Regions from separate parts of the Mus musculus genome. Here region 2 is linked to region 1. Evidence: chromatin contacts called from public HiCAR-type data. All regions are on one chromosome and are shown on one strand. The core of a region is the stretch at or near the end of the contact, and the rest is flanking DNA. Distances in the headings are between cores, read along the strand shown. Region 1 holds the start of Lca5l (Leber congenital amaurosis 5-like). Region 2 holds the start of Zbtb21 (zinc finger and BTB domain containing 21).

The links. HiCAR-type assays count read pairs that join an accessible place to other places.
Region 2: a HiCAR-type map of astrocytes shows a contact between it and region 1, with 2.6 times the contacts expected there. The contact joins the promoter of Zbtb21 here to the promoter of Lca5l in region 1.

Annotation. Positions count from the first base shown.
Region 1 is chr16:96,190,814-96,193,672 of GRCm38.p6, forward strand. Lca5l (Leber congenital amaurosis 5-like) reads right to left here and starts at 1,444. Exons shown (of 11, transcript NM_001001492.2): 1 at 1,375-1,444.
Region 2 is chr16:97,961,157-97,964,015 of GRCm38.p6, forward strand. Zbtb21 (zinc finger and BTB domain containing 21) reads right to left here and starts at 1,466. Exons shown (of 3, transcript NM_175428.4): 1 at 1,258-1,466.

The sequences.
Region 1 (2,859 bases), core at 194-2,693:
GACATACACAGACAGACAGACAGACAGACAGACACACACACACACACACACACACACGCACACACACGCCTTTAAGAGTTGCAACATGAAAGAGTCAAGCCCAACCTTTGGATGGTTAGTTACTTTTGTGGGTTTTGATCATTTATCAATTTCATACATTACTTAGTTTCCAGTCTCTGGATATTGCAAAGTCTTGCCTTGGGGGCTGGGGCAAGTTGTGCCTGTTTGCTTTCTTTCTGCCTCTACTAAGTGACTGTAAAGCATTAGACTGTAATTCAGAGGAAGTTGACAGGTCATCATCTCTAGCTCCCCTGACTATTTTTTCCAGTGTTTATTTCTTACTAAAGTTTTCATAAAGGCGTGCGCCACCACTGCCCGGCCATAAAATCTTATTAGTAAAAACCGACCATGCTCAAGTAGAGAAAGGATATTATCAGGGAAATGCAAGGCATTTCTGGAATAATCCAGGCACTGACTGCCATTTGGGAGAAATGGTACCGTTGAATCTATTCTGGGTGTATTTTGTAAGGATGTGCTGGTAAAGTCAAACTAGATACAAAAGTGCGGATGAGTGGAAGAAGAATGAAGTTTTCAGCAACTGGATGGATTATGTATGCATCTTAGAGGAGCCTGGCTGCGGGGTTATCAGACACCTTGGACAAGCTGGCATGGAAAACGCCTTAGGCATCTGGTAGACAGGGTCAGGCTGCTGAGTTCACCGTATGGTGTTCGGAGAAGGGCCGGGGCTGATATACACATTATGGGCTCAGCGGCATTTACGTGGGCATTGAGCCTTTGGAACGGGATGACTCCATCTATGTGATTTGTGCAGACAGAAAACAAGTCCGGTGTCACACTCCGCCAAAAAAGGCTGGCCCGAAACGAGTTAACTGTTGTCAAGAAAACAACAAAATCTTAAAGCACTCATAGTGAGGTGGGTTGACAAAGAGCCCCACAGCCGAGCTGTGGGTGGAAAACAAGTGAAGCGTTTCAGAAGGATGCAGACGCCCCGCGGGGCGTGCCAGGGTTGGAAGGAAAAGCACCAGCCGGGTAGCGAATGCTTCGGGGTTCCGAAGCACCGAGGCTTGGGACCCGTTCTCGCTCTCTGCACTTTGGAGGTGGAGGGGGACACTGATCAGCGATCCCACCGGCGGCGCATCCTCCCGGATGGGTGTGCGCTGCTCCCGGGCAGGGAGGCGCCGGGGGGCTACGTTACCAGCTCCGCCGAGGCAAGGCCAGGTCGGAGGATAGAGCGGACGGAGAGAACCCGCGGCGCCGGGCCTCGGAAGGGGCCTGTCCAGCGGCTCCGGGGAGGCGGACGCGGGCTGATGAGACCACCACTGCTGGGGGCGGCGGCGGCGCCAAGGCCGTTACCTGCTCCGCGCTGCTCCCGCAGCTGCCTCCACCCTGGACTTAAGGAAGCGCGGGCGTCGCCATGGAAACCACGCGGGGCCTCCTGGGATGGCTAGTTCGGGTGTGCGCACGCGTAGTACTTGGCACTGTGGAAAAGCCGGCGGAATGGCAGGGTTCGGGGCGGGGCACCAGTTGCGCGCATGCGTACTTGGGCCAAGGGCGCCTGGGAGGTCTAGATCGCAGAGAAGCTGGAACCCAGGCGGCTGAAGGAATTTATAGCTGACCCTGCTTTTTGCCGCAGTGCCAGGAAGGGAGAGGACTGGGGACAGAGTGTCCCTGTTAACTTGGTTTTATACATGGTGGTGCTTCTTGCAAAAACTAAATGCGAGCACAAAAACTGTGTTTGGTGTACAGTATTTCCAAGCCAACAACAGGCTAAGACACTCAGGTGGTAGAATTATAGCTGTTATTTTTGAGTTTGATTGTTAAAACTGGCATTTTTAATTGTAAATTCTTTGTTGCTAAGAAGGGTAAGAAGCTATAATAGCTTTATTAGTGTCATGCAAAACAAACAAACAAACAAACAAACAAACCTCCCAAAACCAGGGCTCTCACAGGAAGAGTTTATCCTGGAACTAAATATGAATGACCGTGGCCTGGAACACAGATTTATCTTACCTCAAATATCATGTTCCAACGTGGTAAACGTTTTGTAAAGTTTTAATAGTCGCAGAACAAATAAGTCACAAATCAAGCTACTTGTAAAGTATGTAAGCTGTGCCGTCAGATACCAAGCGGGTTACAGCAAAACAGGAAAATCTACAGGCCCCAAGTGCTTCAGGTGGGTGGAAGTGAGGGTCTGTCGGTGCTTGCAAAAGAATTTACCTGACGGTCCTGTAAATGTTATATCAATCACGGGCCCATACAGTGGCCAGTCCATTAAGGAGACTAAAGATAGGCCAAGGTAATTTGGCTTCAAACCTGTCACTTTCCATTTAGCCACAATTATGTAATCTACTAAGCTAATCAGATTTTAGGATCTCTAACACCGGTGTGGCTTTCTTCTGTGGGATTTCAGTTTCCTGGGTCCATTTCTCTTATTTTGTAATTTCTCTTCCCCGCTTACCTTTTGTTTTGGCAGCACTAGAGGTGGAACCCAGTACCTTAGGATTTTGATTTTTAATTTCCACCACATGGTCCATGCTGGCTTCTAATTTAAGGGGTTAAGTGATCCGCTTACCCCAGCCTCTCACGTGGCTTGGTCTACCAGGGTGAGCCTGGCCTTTTAGCTCACTTTTAAACTTGGTATAAATCTTTGTAAAACTTGATTTGGAAGAACTTTTGATGTATCAAAACCCTGTGATATATGTTATAAATAGTTCCTTCAGGTTGCTGAATACTTTTCTATATTTTTTACAGTCAGTGTCTCACTCCATACATAGACCAAGCTAGCCTTGAACTCATAGAAATCAGCCTGTCTCTGTCTCCTGAGTGCTGGGATTAAAG
Region 2 (2,859 bases), core at 216-2,715, 1.8 Mb after region 1:
TGTCTAGAGACCTCTACGCTACTTCTTTTGTTGCTGTTGTCATATCTAATATTCTCCACCACACAATACTGTCAGTTCCTCAAGGGAGAGTTTCTATTAACAATTTCTATTTCCTAAGAATGACACTCCCTATACTTTCAATAAATACTAAATGAAAACACTATGCTGTTAAGTGCATCGGCTGAATTAAAGAGTCATTTTTACGTAAGCCAAATTTCTACTTTAACGTCAATATTTAGGGGTAAGGTTAAGGGTAATGATTAATCACTAGAAGTGGAGGAAGGTTTTCAGTGGAAACACTAACATGGATTAACCTACTTTCAGCCTCTGAAACAAGGTGGGAGGACCATGAAACAAACCCAGGAACTTATGACTCAGGGTCATGCTGATGAACAATCACCAGACTATGCTGTAACACAGATAGATGTCCAAAGATGTAGAAGCGATTGGAGTTCATGCAACACACAAAAAAATGCCAAGCTTCAAAGGGCGGCTCAGTGTCCCCCAACACCACCCCTGTGTCGGGCAACCTTAGGGAGTACCTGTTTAAGGCTCTCTGTACACGTTCTGTAGTGTGCGGTTCTCCAGAACCCAGAGCCTCGGGGGCACATATGTGCATGGTTCTTTGATTACAAGGTGCAGTCTCTGCAGAGGAAGCACTCAAAGGTGCTCCAAATAACCAAGCCAGGGAGATGGGGGAGACCCCGGCCAAGATGTGAGCTGCAGGGAGGTCTTCCGTGCTATGTCCCCGAAAGAGGGTCTTTCTCCTAAGAAAAGCCTTGGGCCCGAGGGTGGGGGTGAGGGGTCCGATAGGGTGTGCATGGGCAAACGAGGTGGCCCCAGAGGTGCTGGCTGCCAGGCTGTCACGTTCCAGCCGCTGCAGGTGTGGGTGCCGCCGCCGCCGCCACCGCCCGCCAGTTTCCCAGCCCCGCGCGAGCGCGCGCCGCCCGCCCGCCCCAGAGAGCGCGCCCTAACCCGCAGCGGCGTCTCAACGGCTATGCTGTGGCCAGCACCCCAGACGCACACCGCGGCTACTCAGGCCGCCCGGGCCAGGGTGAGCAGCTCAGCGGCCTGGAGGCTGAGCATGCGTAGGAGCGAGGGCGAGGCCAAATGCGGGCAGAGAGCATGCGCAGTGCTTGGACACGCTCGACTACGTGGGAGTCTGGGCATGCTCGGTGAGGACCGCGGCCCCGCGCACGCGTAAAAGGGCCCGACGCCCGCAACCCACTGGTGGAGGAAAAAAAGAAGAGAAATCACCTCAGAGTTACGTCAGGAAAGGCCGCGTTTTGCGGAGAGGCCGTAGTCCCCGACCGGGCCCGACGTCCTCCTAGGGCGCGGAGCGTGACGGTTACTCACCGCTCTTCAGCCCTGGGGCAGGCGCCAAGCCCCTTTCCGCTCACACTCGGCTCGCGCAACCCGCAGCCTCCACTGCCGCTGTGATTCCATCCATCTTGAATTTGACGTCATCCCACACCAGGGATGAGGTCATCGCAAGCAGCGCTCGTCACGTGCGTGGCGCTGGGATTGGGTGCCGGGCGGCTGGGGGCGGGCCGAGGGCGGGCCTGCGGGAGCGCGGCCGCGTTGGGTCCGGCGCGTTGGTGCCTCTCCGGTGAGGCGCGGGCACGAGCAGCAGAGCGTAGGGACGCCCCCAGGGTACGCATGTGGTCGCGGAAAGCCCCTGAATGCGGAATGTGGAGCTATCGGGAAAATAGCTCATCTCCATTTCTTCCTCCTGGAGAAAGCGGCAGTGAACAAGTTGGGTTCCCAGGTTCCCCTTATTCGCTCTGTGGCTTTTTCAAACACATATCCAAACCTTACCCTTTTAAAATGGTGTTGAAGCTGGGAAGGGTGGTGCATGCAAGGAATCCCATCATCCAGGACACTGAGGCAGATTTCCCGTTAACTATTCTGAACTACAGAGTGAGGCCCTGGCTCATTTCAAAACAAAAGACAAAGAACGATTAACCTTTTTCCCTGCAACACCAGTTCTCTTTTAGCCTCTTTGCATGAAAATTACAATGCCATTTGTCAGATGACTGTACGCCAAAACCAGGCAGCTGGGTAACAAATGCCAAACTACAAATTCCAGCTGTGAAGAAAGGGTCTCTAGGCCACGGAAGTTTTCTAGAGCCTGGAACATAGCAGCAGACAGTCTCAACAAGTGAAATTTCTGTAACAGACTTTAAAAATGCCTAGATCCGCCGGGCAATGGTGGCGCACGCCTTTAATCCCAGCACTTGGGAGGAAGAGTCAGGCAGATTTCTGAGTTCGAGGGCCAGCCTGGTCTACAGAGTGAGTTCCAGGACTACAGAGAAACCCTGTCTCCAAAAACAAAAACAAAAACAAAACAAAAGCCTAGATCTTAAATTAGGTGTTCTATGTTTCAAGAAGTGTGTGGTTTTCAAGTATGCTTCTGAAGGTGGGTTTTAACTACGTGAATCAAGGTGAAACAGCATTATGAAGTGTGTGAGGGATATGTGGAGAAAGGAATCTTGCAATAGGTAGATCCATTGGGGGGGGGGACAGACTCCAAATGAATAACTCTGAGTATTTAGTTTTTTTTTTCATTTCAAGACTATGCCCTTTAGAATTTCACACTGAAAGTTCTCTTCTGCAATCATTCAAGGGTTTTTTTTTTTTTTGGTTTGTTTATTTGTTTGTTTGTTTTTAATGTATTTGTATTTGAACTGTATGGCAGTTAAGCAAGAAGTGGTCTTGTAAAGAGGGATTTGAGAGGACCACACACCATTGGGCCTCTTTTTTACATGCAGAAAATCAGTATGGAGCTGCAGAGCCTATGGCCCAGAGAGAAGCCAGATTCGTTTGTTTTGTTTTGTTTTGTTTTGTTTTGTTTTGTTT